2 separate regions of the Capra hircus genome follow, and region 2 is linked to region 1. Evidence: chromatin contacts called from public Hi-C data. All regions are on one chromosome and are shown on one strand. The core of a region is the stretch at or near the end of the contact, and the rest is flanking DNA. Distances in the headings are between cores, read along the strand shown.

Region 1 (5,131 bases), core at 772-3,271:
TCCCTTCTCCAGGGAGAAGAGATGGAACCCAGAGATGGAACCGGGATCTCCTGCATTGCAGGCAGATTCTTTACCAACTGAGGCAGCAGGGAAGCTAGAAGAGTAAAATGGTGGTCCCCAAAATATAGCCCTTTTTCTCCTCCCACACCCATTTCCACCTGGCCCCTCAAGATCTTCACACACTCACATGAGTATCCAGCAAGTGGCCTCTGATCACACTGCAGGCTAATGGGTACACACATCTGTGTTCCATCCTACCTGCTAAGGTCAGACATCAGGGAAATCCCTACAAGTCCTGGACATGGACACTGTGCCGTTTGGGCAGGAACTTTTGAGGTTCTTGGTAACCAGAGTGTGGTCTGAAAGTGGGGTTCAGTCTCCTAGGGGTGCATCCCCCTGGCCTGGTCAACTCCTCTGGAGGCAGGGCTGGCCTCTGAAGTGTGGACCTGAGGGCAGGGGTCCCTCTTGCTCATTCTGGGGATGCGACTGTACCCTCCCTTCTTTCTTTCCCCCTGTGGTATGATACAGTGCCTGCTCAGTCACTCCGGCACGTCCAACTCTTCGAGACTCCATGGACTGTAGCCCATCAGGCTCCCCTGTCCATGGGATTTCCCAGGCAAGAATACTGGGTTGGGTTGCCACTTCCTCATCCAGGGGATCTTCCTGACCCAGGTATCAAACCCGCATCTCCTGGATTTGCAGGCAGATTCTTTACCACTTAGCCACCAGGGAAGCCCCTAAATATATTTTACTATTTGGCTTATTATTTGGTTCCCTCCAGGAAAGTGTGATCCCCAAAGAAGGCAGGGATCTGTTTCGATCAGTTATATTCTCTGTACTTACAATGATATTCTCTGTACTTACATAGTAAGTGCTCAATAAATGTTTGTTGAATAAATAATGGATTTGGGGAGTATGAGATACCAGAATAGAAGCCAGACTGGGTGGTTCTTGTCTTTATAAAGCTCCTCTGTTCTACAGAGGGCTTGCCAAACTCCTATTTTCAAGTTTGCAGACTCTAGAGAGGAAAATATGAGTTTTGTTCTTCTAGAGGACAGCTTAAAAGATGCAGGGGCTTAATTTCATATACGCTATTGACTTCAGTACATGCAAACTCAATGGCTGTGTTTTGTGACCGAGACTCTCTCCTTGACCAAACTTTATAGTCAGGATCCCCTGAGCCCTCCTCTCAACTGGGTCTCCAGCTTGGCCCCCATCCTGTCCTCAGGCTGCCTGACCCAGCTGAGCAAGAATCCCCCCGTTTTTGATAACTGAGCACCCTGATATCAATCAACACGGGTGTCTGATCAGGCTCCTCATGCCCCACCCTTGCTATCTAAGTCCTTGTCTGTATTTTGCAAGAATCCCGTTACGTCAGTTTAGCAAGAATCCCCCTAACCTTGATGTCTCCTCTCAGTCATTTTCCATTCATGACCCCCACCCTGCCCCTTGGGTAGAAACCCCCTTGTCCTTGTTGTAGCAGCAATTGAGCGTCCTCTCTCTCTCCTGCGGCCACAGTCATGGCCCCCGTTTGCAATAGTCTTTTTATAAAATATAATTTTATTTACTTTGGACTGTGCTGGGTCTTCATTGCTGCACAGCCTTTTGTCTAGTTGAAGCCAGCAGGGGCAACTCTCTAGTTATAATGTGCTGGGCGCCGGCTTCCCTTTTTGTGGCGCACAGGCTTAGCTGCTCTGCAGCTTGTGGGGTCTTCGGAGACCAGGGATCAAACATACGTTTCCTGCATTGACAGGAGGATTCTCTACCACTGAGCCACCAGGGAAGCCCTGCAATAGTTTTGAATAAAGTCTTTCTTGCCGTATTTTTCATTTTCGTTTTTTAAAACTGAAGTATAGTTGATTTACAATGTTGGGTTAGTTTTTCTTACCCCATTTTCAAAACTTAAAGTCAAGACAGCAGAAGCAGCGGAGGTGGCTCTAGCTGGCTTGTGTGTCACCCTCAGACCTCCATGTGGGGAGGCCCCCGGCCGGCCTGGGGTGGTTTGCCACCTGATCCATCCGATCCGGACCGAGCGGGGCGCTCCCCGCCTCTCCACACCCAGAACACCCCTCCCTTTCTCCAGGTAGTGGCGACTGTTCCCAGGTGGGCCACTGGGTGGCGCCATCGGCATTAATGGAGGGCGCCAAGGACAAGCAGCGGCTAGAAAGGCGGCTTGGGGCTGGGCGAGAATCCTGGAGTGAGGCGTGTTTTCATTATTTTGATTAATGTAACGGTTTTCATGGTGCATATTCACGGGTTAGAATTTATCAGAGTGTATACTTTAAAAACATGAAGATTACTGTGTGCCAATTATAGCTCGATAAAAGAAGTTGTTCAACTTTTTTAAAAGAGCAAAGTATCGACACACATAACACGGGTAATTTTCAAAATCATTATGTTGAATCAAAGCAGCCAGACATAAAAGAGAATGCACTGTGTTGTGCCTAAAAATGGCAACTAATTCTCAGTAACACCACATCAGTGGTTAAGTGGGGACAAGTGTGAAAGCAAGGATGAGTTACAACGGGGCATAAGGAAACTTTCGGGCGAATCGAGGTATTCACTGATGCTGAAGCTGAAGCTCCAATACTCTGGCCACCTGATGGAAATAACTGACTCATTGGGAAAGACCCTGATGCTGGGAAAGACTGAGGGCAGAGAAGGGGTCGACAGAGGATAAGATGGTTGGATGGCATCACTGACTCAATAGACATGAGTTTGAGCAAACTCCAGGAGATGGTGAAGCCTGAAGTTCTGCAGTCCATGGGGTCACAAAGAGACACGACTGAGAGGTGAGGAAGCTGCCGAAGAAAAGTGAAGCTAGCAGAACTTGGTTCATAAGGTTTAAGGAAAGAAGTCATCTGCCTAAGGTAGAAATGCAAAGTGAAGCAGTGGGTGCTGATGAAGCTGCAGTAAGTTACCCAGGAGACCCAGTTAAGGTCATTCATGAAGGTGGCTGCCTATCAATAATAAGGAAGAATCTTGCTTTTCTGTTACAAGTTAACCACTGAAAGAATGCTGCCTATAAGCTTAAATTATACATAAAGGACCATCTCTGAAACACTGCCTCCCAGATAGTATTACGCTAAAATATCTTGTTTAGCTCACAGGAATCACCCTGATCAGGCATACCCATGGATGCCTGCAGGAAGGAAGAAATTAACCCATCCCCTCTGAAAGCTGGCTGGAACCAGGGCTTTACTCCTTCCCCTTTGAGTACAGAGTAAGTCTGAACTCTACCTTTCGGAAGATGGCTCCTTAGGGCACAAATCGCCCACCTTCTGAAACCAACCAGGAGCCTTGCTGCTCGTGGCCAGAGGCCCCCAGATTGGGGAATTGTCCAGCAAGGCCTGAGCAACTGCTGGGACCACTTGTCCTCAGAATCTTCCCTTCAGAATTCCCTGAAGCAGCACTGCCTGCAGCTTGGCAATCAGAACAAGGAATTGACATCTGGGAGCCAGCCGACAGGCTCAATAAAGTCGCTCTAGTGTACAGCCAGAAACTTTATTTCCTCTCTGTTTGGGGCTTTTTCTCCAGAATAAGCCAATTCGCTTGGTATTTGAGTTGAGTATCCTGTTGGAGAGAGGAATGAGTTACTGGCCTATTACTTGATTTGTGAGCCAGTTCGTTTGTTTCTTTGGATGATGGCAATCACATGCGTTGTTTGCGTCTTTAAAAACTGAGGAATATTTTAACTATCCCTAAAGAATGTCCTCTGGGGTGCATTTTGGCTAAGTGGTCTGATTATAGCTATGAACCCATGACGGAGATGAAGATATTTTATTCTAACAATGTGTGGCCACAGTACCTGTTAGGATCTCCGCAAGGGGTTTCAGTTCAATTCAGTTCAGTCGCTCAGTCGTGTCCAACTCTTTGCGACCCCATGAATCGCAGCACGCCAGGCCTCCCTGTCCATCACCAACTTCCGGAGTTCACTCAGACTCACGTTCATCGAGTCAGTGATGCCATCCAGCCATCTCATCCTCGGTTGTCCACTTCTCCTCCTGCCCCCAATCCCTCCCAGCATCAGAGTCTTTTCCAATGAGTCAGCTCTTTGCATGAGGTGGCCAAAGTACTGGAGTTTCAGCTTTAGCATCATTCTTTCCAAAGAAATCCCAGGGATGATCTCCTTCAGAATGGACTGGTTGGATCTCCTCGCAGTCCAAGGGACTCTCAAGAGTCTTCTCCAACATTACAGTTCAAAGGCATCAATTCTTCGGCGCTCAGCCTTCTTCACAGTCCAACCCTCACATCCATACATGACCACAGGAAAAACCATAGCCTTGACTAGACGGACCTTAATCGGCAAAGTAATGTCTCTACTTTTGAATATACTATCTAGTTTGGTCATAACTTTTCTTCCAAGGAGTAAGCGTCTTTTAATTTCATGGCTGCAATCACCATCTGCAGTGATTTTGAAGCCCAAAAAAATAAAGTCTGACACTGTTTCCACTGTTTCCCAATCTATTTCCCATGAAGTGATGGGACCAGATGCCATGATCTTCGTTTTCTCAATGTTGAGCTTTAAGCCAACGTTTTTGCTCTCCTCTTTCACTTTCATCAAGAGGCTTTTTAGTTCCTCTTCACTTTCTGCCATAAGGGTGGTTTCATCTGCATATCTGAGGTTATTGACATTTCTCCCGGCAATTTTGATTCCAGCTTGTGTTTCTTCCAGTCCAGCGTTTCTCATGATGTACTCTGCAATTAAGTTAAATAAGCAGGGTGACAATATACAGCCTTGACGTACTCCTTTTCCTATTTGGAACCAATCTGTTGTTCCATGTCCAGTTCTAACTGTTGCTTCTTGACCTGCATACAGATTTCTCAAGAGGCAGGTCAGGTGGTCTGGAATTCCCATCTCTTTCACAATTTTCCACAGTTTATTGTGATCTACACAGTCAAAGGCTTTGGCGTAGTCAATAAAGCAGAAATAGATGTTTGTCTGGAACTCTCTTGCTTTCTTGATGATCCAGTGGATGTTGGCAGTTTGATCTCTGGTTCCTCTGCCTTTTCTAAAACCAGCTTGAACATCAGGGAGTTCACGGTTCACGTATTGCTGAAGCCTGGCTTGGAGAATTTTGAGCATTACTTTACTAACATGTGAGATGAGTGCAATTGTGCAGTAGCTTGA
Region 2 (5,127 bases), core at 741-3,240, 120 kb after region 1:
GAATCTTTTTTGCTACTCTTTGCCAGAGTTATCAATTACTCATTTTTCTGGATGGTAGATGCATTGAATAGCTTTGGCTATTTCATAGCCAGTTTAAAGGCTTTTCCAATTTTATATCGAATGCTTGCTATAGTTTTTTATCCTCACTTGCTCAAAAAATAATGCGGGTGCTGTGAAGCGTCAAAGACCTTCAGTTACCAACTGGGTATAAGCCATCTGAGAGGCAGGAAGCTGTTACCAACAGTTCTGAGTGGGAGCGGATTTGCCTGTCTGGGTTCTTTTCCACAAACCTTAGAGTCACCCCCCTCAACCCCACTCCACTTTTAAGATGAAGCAAGTAAGCAAGTCTGTAAGCCTAAGTGAAGACAAAATGGACAAAGGAGAGGTTTTCCCCCTCCTCTCCTACTGGTATGGAACCCTTGGGGGGCTTGTTTGGATTAAACCATAATGGAGAAGATGGCAAACAACTCAGTGTGACCCTCCAGTACATAGTGTAAAATAAGGTGGACTGGTGAGTACTACCTCGAAGCCCTCCTTCACACTTCAGCTACCAGTGTTTGCCAGCAGCTCTAGAAACGGCCCCCTTCCTGGGGCAGCAACTTCTAAAAGGCCACAGAACTTCAGTTAAGGGCTGGTTCAACCCGCCCTAGGAAACCAAACCTAGAGGTTACCTGTCGAGTCACAGGCTAGTCAGTAGCAGGGCTCGGATGCATGTCCTTGTCACTAACCCCCGGCACCTACAGAGGAAGTCTCGGCCAACTGCCAAAAGGAATGGACAGAGAAGTGATTCAGCAAAGGGGCCTCGGTGGCTCAGGATTGCTTTGCAGCGGGCAGCAGTGAACTTCTTAGAAAACACCGCGGAGGGAGGAGGAGAAGGGAAAGAGGAATACGGATAAATTTATTAGTTAAATACTGATTTTACAGCCATTTCACCTTAAGACAACGTTAGCAGTTTTGTGGGTTAGGGAAGGGTATACAAGGGGTGGGGGCGGCTTTCGTAAAAGAAAGCCGATGTAAATGATGATTAAAACAGATCTTGGGTTTAAAGATAACCCTGCTACCGCCGGGAGGATTGCGGGGCGGGGGCTGGGTGTTTGTGGAGTAGCACAGAGGAAGGCCAGTCAGCTACACTCTGCGGGCAGCCAGGGCACGGAAGGCAGCAACTTCGCGAGCCCCGGGTCACGGGTAGAAGAGTAGAGATAGGAACGCGGAGAGGAGGCCGATTGCCGAACCGAGGGAGCGGCAGGCGCCCCCTCGCGCCCTTGTATCTTCTCTCATCGCTCGTCGTCTTTCTTCCATGAGTTGTGTTGTGTTTGTTTAAATATATATTGGAAAATCCCTAGCATTTTTGCCTCCTGGACAGACGCCTTCTGCTGGAGAAAGGACGCGGGTGCAGGCAGCGCGCGCCCCTCAGATGGACTCGGCCCGCGGCCCAGGCAACAGGTGTGTTTCCAGGGAACCACAGCGCATCCGCAAGTTCCAGGCCAACAACCCCGCCCCACGCAGCGCAGCCCCAGCCTGGTTGGGGGAGGCCGTCCACCAGACATCCTGTCCAGAAGGATCTCAAGTCTTAGATGACTGCTAGTCAAATTCGCTTCAGCAGCAGAACCTTTTTTGTTCTTAGGAACCCCCCTGAGCGTGATCAGGCGGAAGCAGGATTCAGGGACTAGTTCAAACTGCAGGCTGAGCAGAATCACCGAGAGCAGCGGAGGGGCGTTTCTTTGCAGAGGCCTCGAGGAGGGCGGGGGTGAAGAAAAGGAGCGATTTGAGCCGCGGAAGAAACTTGCAGGGAGACGAGGTTGCCAGGTAGCGAGTTTGCGGAAGCCACTCTCCCCACGCAGCATCTGGTAACACTGGCCCTACACGCAGTGTTTCTGGAGTCAAGATTCAATATGAGGGATGCGGGCGCACTGAGCCCGAAGGGGAGTGTTGGCCGAGGGCAGGACCGGCCGCGGGGCGGTCCAACAACAGATGCCCGCTCTACCTGCCCTGGGATCCCCGGTGCCCGCAGCACCGTGGAAAGGCCACCAGCTTGGGTGCAGTGGTGGAAACAGGGGAGAAGGACTTCTCGTCTCTTGTCGGGGGTGACGGGGCAGGAAAATGAGAAAAGTCTGCAGCTCCGTGGGAGGGGCTGAGGTGTGCTCCTAGTGAAGGGGGTGGTGGGCTCCTCCTGATCAGAGTCTGAGCTCTCCAGTCCCCCACCTTAAAAAGGTATGCGCTAAAATCCCCTAAGCAAATCATTGACTTCAAGTTTCTTCCCAGTTGTTGTCTGGAGTCATTCCCAGACAGAGCAGGCCGGCACCCTGGAGCCCAGAGCCTCATCTCTGCTGTCCCCCGTGTCCCCAAGTCCGGGCAGGAATCCGAAGAGGGAAGGGGTGATATTATGCAGTGATTATGTCCCCATGACTGTCAGCCAAGGCCAGGCTGTTCCAAGGGTCCTGCTTGGAGCTGGCCTGTGGTGACTGGCTGACAGAGGACGCGTAGCCTTGCGGGGAGAGCTTCAGAGCGGAGAGGACTGGGTGGATGGAGGACCCATGGCCAGACATCGCACTGACCGAGAACGTCTGAAAGTGAAAGGTATAAGATACTATCAGTGGGATCCTTCCTACCGGAGAGGGGAGCCCTGCTCTGTAGCTGTGCCCAGGCTGACTCCCACCCCAGGAAGGGGACCAGAGGACAGGGTCAAAAGACAAGGGCGGGAGAGGTACCATGCCGCACTGCTGGCCCCCTGACCCCTGAGGTATGAGAAGCAAGGGATCTTCCTGACTGACCAGCTGCTTCTGAGCACTGACCCGGTAACTCTGTGACTATTCTGGTTTCTCAGACGCCTTTGATGATTGCATCAGACATTTTCTATAATCTTAGCACCATCAATGTCTATTTTCCAAATAGATGCCATTCCCCCCTGCCCAGAAGGGGTTCCTGGCTCTCTTGGTCCCACAGGACCAGTTTCTCTTCACTCTGACAGCAGAAAGCTCATTAGGACATGCTCACCTCAAGTACAGGAGGAGAAGAGATCAATTAATGGGAGACTATGACCAAGTTTGGAGGGATTCTGGTCCCAAATTGGGGAGCCACAGAGGGAAGAGGGTGGAGGAGTAGGGTTGCCATCATATCTGACCGAGGGACATGAGGGTCCCGCTGGCCCATCTCTGGACACATGTGTGAAGCTGGACCTGCAGCCAGCTCTCATTACAATAGCATCCTGCCTGTGATCCCTCATCAACCCCAAGCCTCCCACCCTGCCCGCTGCAGCTTCCACAGGCCAGGAGGGACCTCATCCTCCTGTTAAAATCTACCTACCGTCAAGGTCAAGCCACCCTCACTGAGGAGAAAGACTTGCTTAGAAAGCCCCATTCTGCTTCCCACAGCCTGGGATGGGTTCGCCACTTCCCCTAGCGAGCCCACAGTCTAATTCGGGTTGCAGTCATGCTGTGTGCCAGCCCGTCTTCACTGGCCCTGGCACAGGTGTTGCTGTTTAGTCACTAAGTCGTGTGTGACTCTTTGCAACTCCCTGGACAGGCTTCTCTGTCCACAGGATTTCCCAGGCAAGAGTACTGGAGTGGGTTGCCATTTCCTTCTCCAGGGGTTCTTCCCAACCCAGGGATCAAACCTGCGTCTTCAGCATTGGCAGGCGTGTTCTTTACCATTGAGCTACCAGGGAAGTGTGGCACAGAGTGTATCACGGTTGTGTATCCAAATCGTCGTAGCTTGATCAGATATGCTGAAATATACCCCTGTGTGGACAGCGCCTTGCCTTGGCTGGGGGCCTGGCCACCTGGAGTCTACTTCCCCACGGGCAGTACCTGCGACAGGGAGCTGCTGGGCCCGTAGTGGGATGACAGCCCGGGCTCTGTTTTGATGGGACGCATCTCCTCACTGCTGCTGGCGGCCACACTGCTGGAGCTGCTGGAAGCGCTGGTGGTGGGAGGGAGGCTCTCACTGCCTGAGGGACCTGGAACAAGGCAGAGTCAGGACACCCAGCCCAGGGCCCGGGACACATGGATGGTGGCCCTTGGAGCCAGCTGGGGCAGATCAGCGCTAATGGCCCTGTGTACACTTGCTGGGGAGAGAAGAAGCAGGGCCCTTCATCAGGCCAGGGTGGTCATTCTCATGATGAAGCAGGAGCAGCAGAATTTCAAGGGAACTTCTTCAGATGACTGGCTCATCCCCCCTTATCCCAGATCCTTGGGGCCACATATGTCTCAGGATTCAAAACTTTTGCATTTTAAATGGGGCAAGACCTATATATTATAGAATATCTGCGTCAGGGTCTGGGGCAACACCCAGTAATTAAATACGTTAATAGTTCTCCAGCAAAATGTGAATACTCACACATGGGATAAATAAAGATTATAAATAGCCTGTGTCAGTTCAGATTACGTCTTGCTGCCAAATCTAGCTCCCTAGGTTTGGAGTTTCTGATGGGGGATCGTACACCTGATCCTCCAGGACTCCACCATGTAAAGAGATGAAGTTCCCAGGGGAAGGTGCTGGACATACACACAGTGTGCAAGGAGGGGGAAAGGCCGAGGACCAGCTATGAGACACTGCACGTTCTAATAATACGTGACTGCCAGAAGGGGCAAGCCACTGTGGAATCTGGAAAAGGAGCACTTCGGTCATGTTCTCAGTAGTGGAATAGGGAAAGTCATCTGAACTTGTCAGGCCTTACATTAGAAGATAAAATTTCCATCAGATCAGCTGACTTATTTTCTCTGCCCCTGCCACATTTTCCAGTAAAATCTTTGACAGTGGTACTGACTGAGAAGGAAGTGCTCTTCTTTTAGACTTTTTATTTCGTATTAGAGTTTAGTTGATTAACAATGTTGTGATCGTTTCAGGTGGACAGCAAAGGGACTCAATCATACATATATATGCGTCCATTCTCCCCCAGACTCCCCTCCCATCCAGGCTGCCACATGACATTGAGCAGAGTCCCCTGTGCTACACAGTGGGTCCTCGTGGGTTATCCATTTTAAATATAGCTGTGTGCACATGTCAGTCAAGCAGGAAATGCTCTTGGTAGGGGACCCAAGTAGTCCTCATCTTGAAATCTAGAAATTGAGAGGCAGAATGTATATTGAACAGAATATCCATATTTCCTAAGTGAAACCACAGGGGTTT

Evidence for each region. A called contact is a pair of places that touch in the nucleus more often than the background predicts.
Region 2: a contact with region 1 is called in a Hi-C map of blood, with 3 times the contacts expected there. The contact joins two enhancer-like sites. A contact is called at or near these places in 4 of 5 Hi-C or Micro-C datasets (blood and liver).

Annotation. Positions count from the first base shown.
Region 1 is chr8:7,387,815-7,392,945 of ARS1.2, forward strand. No RefSeq gene overlaps it. Among named protein-coding and RNA genes, the nearest start is that of DEFB136, 31 kb to the left of the region's middle. Within about 2 kb of position 2,022, at least 1 of the 5 cell types and tissues checked has an H3K27ac peak or open chromatin away from gene starts, as enhancers often do.
Region 2 is chr8:7,503,966-7,509,092 of ARS1.2, forward strand. GATA4 (transcription factor GATA-4) reads right to left here. Exons shown (of 7, transcript XM_018051831.1): 6 at 3,807-3,955; 7 at 878-2,564. The coding sequence ends at 2,382. Among named protein-coding and RNA genes, the nearest start is that of FDFT1, 27 kb to the left of the region's middle. Within about 2 kb of position 1,991, at least 1 of the 5 cell types and tissues checked has an H3K27ac peak or open chromatin away from gene starts, as enhancers often do.